Regions from separate parts of the Mus musculus genome. Here region 2 is linked to region 1. Evidence: chromatin contacts called from public Hi-C data. All regions are on one chromosome and are shown on one strand. The core of a region is the stretch at or near the end of the contact, and the rest is flanking DNA. Distances in the headings are between cores, read along the strand shown. Region 1 overlaps Eif3h (eukaryotic translation initiation factor 3, subunit H). Region 2 has its middle 120 kb from the start of Aard.

What was found. A called contact is a pair of places that touch in the nucleus more often than the background predicts.
Region 2: a Hi-C map of uterus shows a contact between it and region 1, with 6 times the contacts expected there. The contact joins two enhancer-like sites. A contact is called at or near these places in 2 of 484 Hi-C or Micro-C datasets (cerebellar granule neurons and uterus), 2 of 115 datasets of contacts at active chromatin or transcription factors (embryonic stem cells and extraembryonic endoderm stem cells) and 2 of 9 other capture datasets (adipose tissue and embryonic stem cells).

Annotation. Positions count from the first base shown.
Region 1 is chr15:51,794,799-51,801,103 of GRCm38.p6, reverse strand. Eif3h (eukaryotic translation initiation factor 3, subunit H) reads left to right here. Exons shown (of 8, transcript NM_080635.1): 3 at 1,745-1,912; 4 at 3,392-3,491; 5 at 4,567-4,716. Among named protein-coding and RNA genes, the nearest start is that of Gm41320, 23 kb to the right of the region's middle. Within about 2 kb of position 2,238, at least 92 of the 459 cell types and tissues checked have an H3K27ac peak or open chromatin away from gene starts, as enhancers often do. A contact at or near this core is called in uterus, where this site is marked.
Region 2 is chr15:52,158,604-52,164,204 of GRCm38.p6, reverse strand. No RefSeq gene overlaps it. Among named protein-coding and RNA genes, the nearest start is that of Aard, 120 kb to the right of the region's middle. Within about 2 kb of position 2,409, at least 73 of the 459 cell types and tissues checked have an H3K27ac peak or open chromatin away from gene starts, as enhancers often do. A contact at or near this core is called in uterus, where this site is marked.

The DNA of each region.
Region 1 (6,305 bases), core at 989-3,488:
CAGGATTTATAAAAGTGTGTAGCATATTAATATCACCCTCTGCTGTAACTTTTAACTTTTTATTTTATATGTATAAGTGTTTTGAGCACATGGTATATGCACCACTTGCATGCATGGTGCTCACAGAGTTCAGAAAGGGTATCAGATCCCATGGAAATGGAGTTTGGGATGGTTTTGTAAACCACCTTGTGGTGCTGGAAACTGAACCCAGTTTCTTTGCACGATAGCAAGTGCACTGAACTGCTGAGCCATTTCCAGAGCCATACCTGTAAAAAGAAAGGAAAGGACAACAGAAGTAGCATGGCCAAAGGGTAGTGGGTGAGTGCATCCACATGGAAGAGAGGTGCATGCACTTGTGTGCGTCTTGACAGCACACAGTATCCATCTCTGTCACATTTCCTGTGGAGTTGAAATGTGCCCCTTCCAGGTGTAATAAGAGCACTTTGGGGCTTTTCTTTTGACAGTTTTTCAGTAGGTGAAGAGTTTGCAATGATCTTCTAGGCCTTGAAATAAAATATAATTTCTTTGTCCAATAACGTGTTGAAAAACATTGTAATCTGAGTCCTGTTTGCTTTTGAAATTTTGAAAATTCTTGTATTATTTTTAAAAAGTTATCAGATCTAGTTAAGCTGGGTGGCTAATCTATGCAGCCCTGCGTCCATTCTTCATTATAGAAATAGCTGAGGTAGTGAGTTGACTATAAAACTTTCCACTTTATTTTGTGTTTGATGCACATTGTTAGGCTATGGTGCTTATTTTAAAAGATTCATTTACTTACATGTGTGTGCATGCATGTATAAGTGTGTTTCTTGGGTGTGTGTGTGTGTGTGTGTGTGCTTGCTTGCTGAGGGTGTCTAGTCCACAAGAAGTGTAGTTGCATGCAGGTAGTTGAGAGCCAGCTGACATAGATGCTGGGAACTAAACTCAGTTCCCTTAACCTTTGAGCCATTTCTCCAGTCTTGTATTGCTTTTTAATGTCATCTATTATGAATTTATACCTATCTATTTATGAATTTATACCTCTTTTTCTAGTAATGTTGCTTTAAATGAATAATATAGTCATTAACTCAACAGGAGGCAAGTCATCAGACCTTTCCGTTGTCCGCATGGTGCTTAGTACAGCCGGTCTAGTATAGACTACCCTCTGTTAACACAAGCAGGTGCAAAGAGAAGAGAATGCTTTTGAAAATAATGCAGTCTATGCAGTAGGGGGCACTAGATGAAGGCAAAAATGGATTCTTCTGTTGAATTAGCTGTAGCCTGTGTCTGGTTCGTATGTAAGTGACGTGGTCATTGTTTCCCCTTCATTGTTTTCTTGATGGATTTAGTTCTTAGTTCCAAACACTATGTGTGAAGGAGACAATAACTAACTTAATTCAGACCAAACGATCACAGTCTAATAGTTGTACACCTTTTCCTTACACATTTACTGTTCTTTGGAGTTTTAGGATAGAGAAGTAGGGACAACAGTTGATAATTCCTTATTTAGAACAAGTCATTAAAATTGTGTTTTTAATACCTTTTAAAAACAAAATGGAATTTTGTTAAAGAGAAAATGGAAAAGACCAATTATTTGAAGTGATTTGAAAACTTTGTTGTTGTTATTGGTGGTGGTGTGTATATGTGTGTGTGGGTATGTGTGTGTGTAAAATGGATATAATTAACCAATAGCTAATGTTGGTGGCATCATTACATGCTTGGGTTTTTGGTTTTTTTTTTAATTCCTTTCTAATCTATCCTCCAGTACAGTATCAGATGGAGATGATGCGCAGCCTTCGCCATGTCAACATTGATCACCTCCACGTGGGCTGGTATCAGTCCACATATTACGGCTCCTTCGTTACCCGGGCGCTTCTGGATTCTCAGTTCAGCTACCAGCACGCCATTGAAGAGTCTGTCGTCCTCATTTATGGTTAGTAGGAGGCTCCTTTATTATTCTTTTCCTCCCTTAATATTATTACTACTATTTTTGCTTTCTGTCTTTCTGCCTCTTGGAGCAGCCTGGCAGGCCTTCTCAAGTAAACATCAGCCCCGCGCTGCAGCAGCCTCAGCAGCAGCTAAGTCTAGACAGGGTTTCCTTCTTTCTGTTTATTTTTCTTGCTATCAGAGCCCTGATGTGTACGTTTTGGAATGCTGGAGTAGCTGCTTCGTTTTTTCCCCCCTCTCCCTCCCTCCTTGCAGGAGCTGGTGGAATGAGACCAGATGTCTAACAAACTCTCCCATTGCTGGAGTGTCTGGTTCTATACATGACTGACCAATCATAATACCGCATGCCAAGTTCTCTCTCTCTCTCTCTCTCTCTCTTCCCCTTTTCTTCTTTTTCTTCTTTTTTTTAACCTCTGACAGCAGCGTACAAAACCTGGACTGTTTCTTCGCACAAAGATTTTTTTCTTTTCGGCCTATTTAATGGTGTTTCCTCAAGCTCTCCAGACCAGATGTTCTGTGCTGTATCAGAACCGTAGGCAATTTAACAGCTTTATAGCCTCCCCCTCCCCAAACACTCACAGTTTGCCATATCTGGCAGACTCGCATATAGTTTCCAGCTGAGAAGTAAATGTAACGTCCTGAGTATCTGTCAGAAAAAATACTAATGAATACGATCAATCTTATGAGCTGCCCCGAAATTGTTTCAGTGTGTTAGCAATTGGATTACAGAGAGAACAAGTTGTTAAAGTGCACTTATATTGGCTGGAAACATTGCATCATCAGACCTTGATGAATTTTCCACTTGCTTCAATCTATTTTGGTTTTCATTTTATCACCTATTGCTAAAAGTTTCACTGTGTTGAATTTCAGACAACATGAATGTTAACACAGGTTTTAGGCGAACATTGGCTCTCCAGAGCAGTTATCATGCAGCAAGTGCTAAGCTCCCTTCCTTGTGGAGTGTTTAAGCAGTCAGTTTTGACAAAACTTATTTCCCTAAAACTATAACGACACTTTGCGATAGCACTTTGACTTAGTGGTTTGGTTTTTACAATCTGCTTTAATGAAGAACTGTGAACAGTGCTCACTGGGATGGATACATTTTGTTCCCAGGGCTATTCCTTTTCAATTTATTGATTGAAGGGCTATAGAAGTATTCACAGAGATTTTTCTATGCTTAATATTCATGAGTATTTTTCTCTTATTTACACAAAATCTGTAGAATTAATCATATATTTAATTTTCAACAAGTTTACTGGTTCTGCTTGAGGGATGGATTTGAAGGTATCCTAGCTAGATTTTGACTGTATTCTGGTTTTAATCAGCTTCAGATTATGTTCTGATTATTTAATTTGGTCTTCATATTTCAAAGCTGTGTGATTAGTAGCAGTGTGCCCAGAACTAGTACTATATGAGCGCTAGTGACAACATTCTCAGTAATAGCTTTCTCTTTTCCTTTTTTGAGATCCCATAAAAACTGCCCAAGGATCTCTCTCGCTGAAGGCGTACAGACTGACTCCTAAACTGATGGAAGTTTGTAAAGAGAAGGACTTTTCCCCTGAAGCGTAAGTGTTGCAGGCCCGTGAGGCATGTGGTAAACGACTTCGGGTTGTTTTGTGTGTGTGTTTTTTTACGAATTTCAGTTTGCCCCGCCGTGTCCTGAGTCCTTGGCTGGGCTGTGGTAGTGCTGTGTGGGTGGTGGACGGTTTCTGCAGCAGGCAGGTACCACTTGATCTCTCCTCCTCCGAGGTGAAGCTCTGTAGGAAAGTCTCGTCTGCGCTTTTCACTCCGCTGGGTGCAGTTAGTGGGAATTAACTAGCCCGTGTACCAAGCACGTCATAGGTGGTAGAGTGCAGGGACGGGGGAAGAGTGGCTAGCCACTACCAGACTGCAAGCTGCAGCCTGCTCCTGCACCCCGTGTCTGTCCTCTTAGATACATAGAAACAGTTCAGGGATTCAGAGGGCAAAAAGTGGCTTATTAGAAACTTAGGGGGTAATTAACTGTTCTGTGATCTGGCTTCGTAGTATGGGAATATTTTTTTCAAAAAAAATATTTACAATTCTTCTGTAATTGTGAAGTTTTTTTATTTCATATGAAACTTCATGTTGGACTAGTTTCCCACTGACTCCTAAAAATGTGTAGATTCTTAGAAGACAAGCTGAGTCTCGAAGCTCTAAGTATGGAGCTGTAGCCAGGCTAAGAGAAGCTGTGCTCCGCCTGTGCTCTGCCAGTGTAAGGCTCCTGTGACTGCTCTCTTGGAAGCACCCTTCTGTGGTGTGGAGGGCGCTGCCCTTTGCAGCTCCTTTAAGTGTGCATTCTATCAAGTACCTCACAGTGGCAATGTCAGAGTCACTGAAAAGTTAAGAATTCCTGACTGTAAAGAATAAGCAGGGATTTTTCTCCATTTGTTTGTTGTACTTTGTCCCTTATTTTCTGGCCTTTCAGCTCAGATTCATACCACTTTCAAAGTTACTCAAATGGACTTGGGTTTGGCAATCACTCCCCACCCCCAAGCCGTTAAAAGCACTAATGAAACAGAGCCTATGGAGGGTGCCTATAATTGGGTAAAATGTATGAACTACTCAATTTAGCATTCTGTTCTGACCACTGGCCTCAGGTATTTTTAACATGCTTCACAGATTGAAAAAGGCAAGCATCACCTTTGAGCACATGTTTGAAGAAGTGCCGATTGTAATTAAAAACTCACATCTGATCAATGTCCTTATGTGGGAACTTGAGAAGAAGTCAGCTGTGGCGGATAAGCACGAATTGCTCAGTCTTGCTAGCAGGTGAGTGACCCTGCCTAATGGAAGTCTTTTTTTTTTTAAATAATGCAAACTTTTTTGTATACTTTCCTGTGAAATAAGGAAAAATGACTGAGAAACACTTTGAGGTTACTAGAGTAAATGCAACAGCATGCACTGTTCACTGCCCCCCCACCCCCACCCCCCAAGTCCCTGCTGAAAACCATCAGGACGATCACTGTTGTCATTTGGGCCGTGGTAGGGTAAATGCTAGGGAGAAGTTGCTGAGGTTTAGTTTGACGTTGCTTACTGTACTGGATTCCAAGAGACTTACTTGTTCAGGAGCAGGAAGAGGCGCTTCTCTTTACTGCTCGGCCCTCCCTTGTTCAGATGGAGACTTCCCGAAGACTTGAGTTAGTGAGAGTATTGGACCAGGGTTAGCACATCTGACTTCTACTGTTAGAAAGAGCAGTGACTATGCAATTTCCTTTAGTGTGACTGTTTGTCTTAGCTAACCAGTTGGCAAGATCATACTGATTGAGATGTCCCAGAACAAATTGTTGCCTTTCTGGACTTAATGTTGATCTATCTCCCTGACTTCCCCAATGTCTTGCTCCTTTTTAGTTCTACAGTCCCAAGGACTGAGCCCAGGAGCTCACACACACATGCTGGGCCTGGCACTGAGGGACTGCTTCAGTCCGTCTTCCTTTCCGAAGAGGTGTCAGAGCCACAAGCAGCTTCTCTTACATTCCTACCAAGTCTTACTTGTGATTTTTCCTTTCTGATGGGAAGAAGTACCAGCAGACTTGTACTGTAAAATGACCAGACGGAGGAAATAATCAGTTGGCTGAAAGAGTTTCCCTCTCGACACTGACTGTCGTACTGTGTAACGTAGGTACTCAGATCTGCCTCAGACTTCCAGGTGCTGGGTTTATGGATGTGTGCCACCATTCCTGGCCAAGGGTTATTTTCTTAAGCAATCAGTTTTGAACTGAACTTCAATTATTTATCAGATTTGTAGTTATCATTCAATATAAACTAGTAAGGACAATGAAAACCTTGGAATTATGAAAGGAACAAAGGACTGGAGACCAGGGTTTTCCATGTTCTTCGTGAGTAACACCATGATTCAGGTAGCATCGTCTCCCATAATCCATCATAAAGGCCTTGAAGGGCAACAATATGGAAACCTAAGGGTGACCAGAATGCTAAATAATACAGCTAGATTTCACAGAGCCAAAGAGCGCACTGTTTAGATGCAAAGGTACTTTCATAACAGTCCTTCTGTCTGTCTGCTGAGATCAATTTTTTCTTTTGTTTTTACAAAGGGACTTGGTACATCTGTATTTAAGTATCAAGCTAAGGACCCTCTTTAACAGCATGGGAGGTTACAATTTGATGTATTTCTATACAGTTGTGTAATAATTTTAAATTTACTACACAAAAACGTTTCCTTATATAATTCATGTCTTCACGTCTACCCAGGCGTTCTATATTAAACATACAAAACAACACAGCCTTTGTGTAGCTTTGAGGTCACCAGTGAGCCTGTCTGTAATTTCTGTCTTTCCAGAGCAACCATTGTAATAGCCATGCATATTATCCTAACTTGCCCTATCAACTAAAAATCCTCA
Region 2 (5,601 bases), core at 1,160-3,659, 360 kb before region 1:
AGAGAGAGAGAGAGAGAGAGAGAGAGAGAGAGAACAGTGTTTTTATTTACTTCTCTTCCCCTCTTGAGAGGAATTGGGAATAAATTTTGAGCTTTTAAACCAGGACCTGCCCTTCAAGCAGGTATCTCTTCTCTACTTGAGCCTTGGCTTTCTAAGCTATCAAAACAGACAAACAAAAATTAAAAGCCTAAAATAGCACTTTCTCATGATGATGTCATGATCATCATCAGGACAAAATAATGCAAAACTATGGGTGAGTACATGTGTCCTTCTACCTGAATCTAGCATCCTATGGTATCCAAAGTTTGGGGGTTTTGAGGGTTTTTTTTTAGCTGTTTTTTTTTTCCATGTGAAATATCTTCTCTTGAGAATAGGTTCAAGTATAACCATCCCTGTTAAAAAAGAAAAACATCCAGACATGTGATGCAGAAGGGAGGCCAGAAGTTGCATGTTTGTGTGTGTGTGCGCGCGTGTGTGTGTGTGTGTGTGTGTGTGTGTGTGTGTGTGTATGTGTTGTGTTGTGTGTGTAAGTAAATTTTATCCCTCACATACTGAGGCCAAATCCCTATTTTTTTTCAGTCATGCTGATCTCATCAGACATTCTCAAGCCATTAACACCACACTGTGCTCCGAGACCTACATACAGCAGTCCCTCCAGTCAAAGCCACCTTCCATCTGACCAATATTTTTGCTATTGCTGCTCCTTCCGTTCGTGGCTAGCTTTCCTGAAGTGGTCCCCAGTTCCTATCTTGGTGGCACATTTCCTGCTAGTGCTACGAGCCACTGGTTCTTCTTGATGAAATGCTTCACAATGGTGAAAAGTAAACGGGAGAGAGCAGAGCTCGGAGAAGCATAAGCTTTGCAGCCAGCATAATGATGCCCCAGAGTCATCAGGCAGATCTGAGATGCCCCGTGTTCAGTCACCTCCACCAAGCAGTTCCTGCGCAGAACCCCTCAAAGTGATGCGCACACTGCTTCCTTGGCCCTTCATCTATTGCTAAGTACTACGCCCTGGGTTTCTAGATATGTTTACAGTTTGTGTATCCCCTCCAAAGAGAGCCTGTCCTCTCACAATTCTTGATGTCTGAGTGTCATGTAGGTGACCTGCATTCCTACTTTCTACTTACCCATAATAATGAGCCCAACACAAGCAAGTGCTCCGTAGACGAGCTGGCAGCCAAGACCAAATGGCCTGGCTCAAAAGTAAATACATTGGCAAGCTTGGCCTATGAAGTTCTTCTTTCTGGAATATATATTTAGAAAGGGGGACAATGCGATATTTAACAATGAACAAGAAAGTCAAAAGAAGCTAACGTCCATTTTGCTGCTGTGGCAAGCAGCAAAGTCTTAGCCAGGCATAATTTATGAACAGACAGAAAGTATGTGGAGTGGAGCTTAAGAAAGACTGGTGCAGAAAGAGGAGAGCAAAGCAGACAAACAGGAAAGAGAAAGACCTTGAGGAGAGGACATGGCTGTCTGTCAGTTCCACAGCCTTCTGGACTGATTCCACTTCTGTCGGGAGATCTTTACAATAGTCTTTTCCAAGGAGACGACTTGGCTAGAACAACCCTTTGTTCTGATTAAGCACTAGATAAATGTTACTCTCTTTCCTGATTTATTGATACAGTCAACTATTCGTCTCATCAAACATTCTGACACGCATACTTTAATGCACTGATTCAGTTAAAAAATTCTTGCCCACCTACCATGGGCTAAGCCTTTGCTGCATGCCTTGTTTGTACTGAGCACTGAACTGGAAGCTTCCTAAATTGTGTTTGTGTTTTTCTGGGCACTGGACAGGAAGATGAGAAGAACATAAGAGTGGCCTAAAGGTGACATGGATGTTTAGGAAAATAGAAGAATGTTCATCAAATGGCTAAGAGAGGTCTCCCCATCCCTTAATTCTTCTTTACGCCAGACAACTCCAGCACCCACAATAGAAACACATATAACGTCTGAATTTTTCCTTTGTTTATTCCCCTGTCGATCTGCCCCGCCTTAAGAGAAGATTCAGAGTAGGGCTTTCACAGCAATGTCCCCTGATCCTGCCCTGTGGTTGAGGAATGTGTTTCACTCCATCCCCTGCCCAGTCCCTCAGCCTTTCATATGCCACCACCTGTCACGAGGATGTCACAGCACAACAAAGGACAGCTTTAATTCTAAGGATTATTTTCCTCTGTCGGCTTTAAAAAGGTAGAGGGAAAGCATGCCTGTATTCCCACCTTACAAAAGAGTAAAGTATTGCAGTGACTAGATGGGGGGAGATCGCGGGGCCACCGGGTGTCTGGAAAGGTCTGTAAGATCAGGTTCGCTTTCATGTCCAAATGGGAACCGAGCAGATGGCTCCTCTCAGGGCTGTTTACTCACGCTACAGCTCTGTTTGAAAAGACCTGCTGCTGAGAGCAGAGGCTGGGGCACAGGAGGACGCTGCAGTCACTCTGAGTCAGCCATCTAGGTCAGGGGCTCCAGAGCCACGCTTCAGAGTGGGCGTGGGAGTTGGCAGGCCACGTTAAGCATCTCCAGAGCCTCACAGGCGCTGCCTGCTTCGCCGCAGTGAGATAGAGACCCAGCAGCTGTGGAACATCAAAGCTCCCATCTTTAGGCTACAAACAATATTAGCTAAGCCTGGTTAAGGTTTGTAATTTCCAGTAACAGGGCAGGGGTGGGACAAGTAATTGGCAGCCAGGGCCTCTAATCAATATCAGATTGGCAGTAAATTAGTTGTTTAATTAAATAAAGGTAATTTGTTGAATTGCCAATTATCTTCCCAATATGAGAGACCTCAATTCAATAAAACAAGAGTCTGGTGAGGAGACAAAACTACTCTACAGGCTCTATAACAGCATTTCACCATGAAATCTCCCTTCAGGAGGAGGCTTGAGCCTATAGATACACCAGGACCTTTCACAAGGTTAATGATCCAGACTGCCACCTTCCAACACGATTGCAAAGGTCAAACTGTGGTTCCCTCGGAGCTGAGCTGGCTCCTAGTTAGATTGCCAAAGGATTAAACCTTGTTCCTTCAAACAAGAGGCAACTGAATACTGAGGACTGCGTGCTGTCAGGAGGAAAATTAATTCCTGGGAGACAAGAAGTGTTAAACTCCCTGTTTAACTTAGTAATTATTTAATAACAATAGGCATAACAATAATAATAAATAGTAATTTGATGCATCTTTCTGAAACCCAAGAGCCTTGAGCCGGCAGGCAGAAACAGCAGCTGGGCCTGGCGTGCCAGCAGCCGTCCCAACACTAGATGGCAGCTCGAGCCTGCGTTTGGATCTGTGTCTCCTCTGCAGCTCTCCAATACTTCCCCCAACCGCCCAAGAGATTTTTAGTCCTCTGAATTTTAACCAATTGTGCTTCATCTTTTGTCTCCAGAAGGACAGAAATAGGCTTCCTCTTTCCCTCTAATTGATTTTAAGTTTCCCTTTGTTCAAGCTCTGCTAAAACGAGGAACGAGCCCTATTTTTCAAGGGCTGGCCTGCTTGCGACTTCTATTAAGTGGGCCAAATAATTATACCCCAAAGAGAAACCTGTTCTCTGGAAAGCACTCCGCATTTGCTCCCAGAGCAATGTTTGCTCGACTCCTTGCTGTGGGCACGCGGCAGGGGAGTCGCCGTCCCTGAGGAAGTTTGGGTCTTCTCTTTCAAACCAAATTGCTGGCTTATTGAACATATCATCTGCTCTAAATGCCCTCTCAGACTGGTTAGTTTATCAAAAAGGGTGCTAAGTTTGCCTTTTGGTTCCCAAGTCCCTTTACTGGATGGCTTTTCCCATACTCCTTTTCAAATAACAGCATCGCTACTAAGCACAAACAGCTTCACAGCCCAGTGCAGTCCTGACTTTCCTTCCATACTGAGTCCCTATTGTTTATGGCAACAGTCCAGAAAGCAGGCATAAGCCCTTGGCCATGGCTGCCGCACCCAGTGCTTTGACTGAGCTATTATTACCTTCTGCTTCAAGCACTAGCCTGCATCTCTTCAGGTTGGTGATGACGCTACTCCCCTCAGTTTCCAATTTGAGTCCCTCCCTTTGCTAACTGTCAAGTCCATTTAGCTGGCATTCTCCATCCAGGACTTTCCTGTGTCAGAGCATTTATGAGTCAATAACCTCTAAAGAATAGAAGCTCCCTGAAGGCCGTGTCCCCATCACAGATTGCTCTACTGCCTAGGAGTATAAAGCTGACTAATCTATATGTATTAAATTAAATAAGTACAGAATGAAAAATTTGTAAACTTGCCTCACAACCATGAATTCTCTCTAACATGTATCGAAACATAGTTGAAAAAAATCGAAAGCCGTTGAAAACCTCTGAGTGGCTTACGGGAATCTATCACACCGTGTCATCATTGGTAGTTTTCTGTAAGGGGAAATGGGCATGATAGATTACAGAATCCTGTTCAAGTACCCCCTGCTTAGCAGTGAAGGTATTGTAAACACACTGGTCATTGTTTAACATATCATCTCTATCGACCAATTAGAGTTCTTGCGCTGCCAAGAGTGCCCTCTCTTCTGTTGTCTGTCACTCTCCCCTCACTTTTGTGACTCTATGATTACCTGGCTTTGGCTGACCTCCTTGAGTTCTCTCTGCTCATTCAGTGGCCACTGGGCCTCAGAAATCCACCTAAGTCTTTGTTGGGAAGCCTTCCTTAGATACTGAAGACCCTCCCGATGCCCACTTCTGAATTCTAGTAGCCCTGAACTCCTCCTTATTCGTGACTTTTAAAATCAAGATCCAAACTATGCAAGATGATGGCCTTGCTAGGAACTAGAGTGCACATTCTATACTAACTGGAAATAGAGCATGCATGCGTTCCTTATTCTAATTAGTTCCTTCCTATACAACCTAGCTTCCACAGCTGAAAGCTAGCTACCTAAGGAATGCTTTATGCTATCCATCTTTTATATTTTACAAAGTTTCTAACATGATCCTAGATAATTCAACAACACTCTCCAAACTGGTTCATATAAAGTAGGTTATCCTATGAAATGACTCATCCATAACCCAAAATCAATACCAAAATAATCTATTATCATCCTATTCCAAGTCTTAGAAGTACCAGGAGCAGAACAGAGGAAGAACAAGACTCTAAGAGAGCCCATGTCTGGTGCCAGGAAGATTGTGGGATGACACTTCAATAGACACCCAGTACTTCCCTAGAGACTGCAGCCCAAAGGTAGGACTGCAAAAGGAGGTCATGACAAATCATGACAGTGGCCAGCTCCACCAGGACAGCCTCTGAGATCACAGTTTGTGTGTGTGTGTGTGTGTGTGTGTGTGTGTGTGTGTGTGTGTGTGTGTGTAGGATTCTGTGGCTGACTCGTTTTTAATTGATTAATCTACTCACTTTACAGCCCAATGTCTCACCCTCCTTCCTCCCAGTACCCTCCTACTCTGAGAAGGGGGAGGTCCCTCCTGGTATCACCTGCCACCCAGACTCATCAAGTCACTGCATCCACTCCCATTGAGATGGGACTAAGAAGACCAGTTAGGGGAACAGCATCATTCCCTCCCCGCACACACTCCAGTTGTTGAAGGATCCACATGAAGGCCAAGCTGCACCTCTGCTACATATGTGCAGAGGACCTACATCCAGCC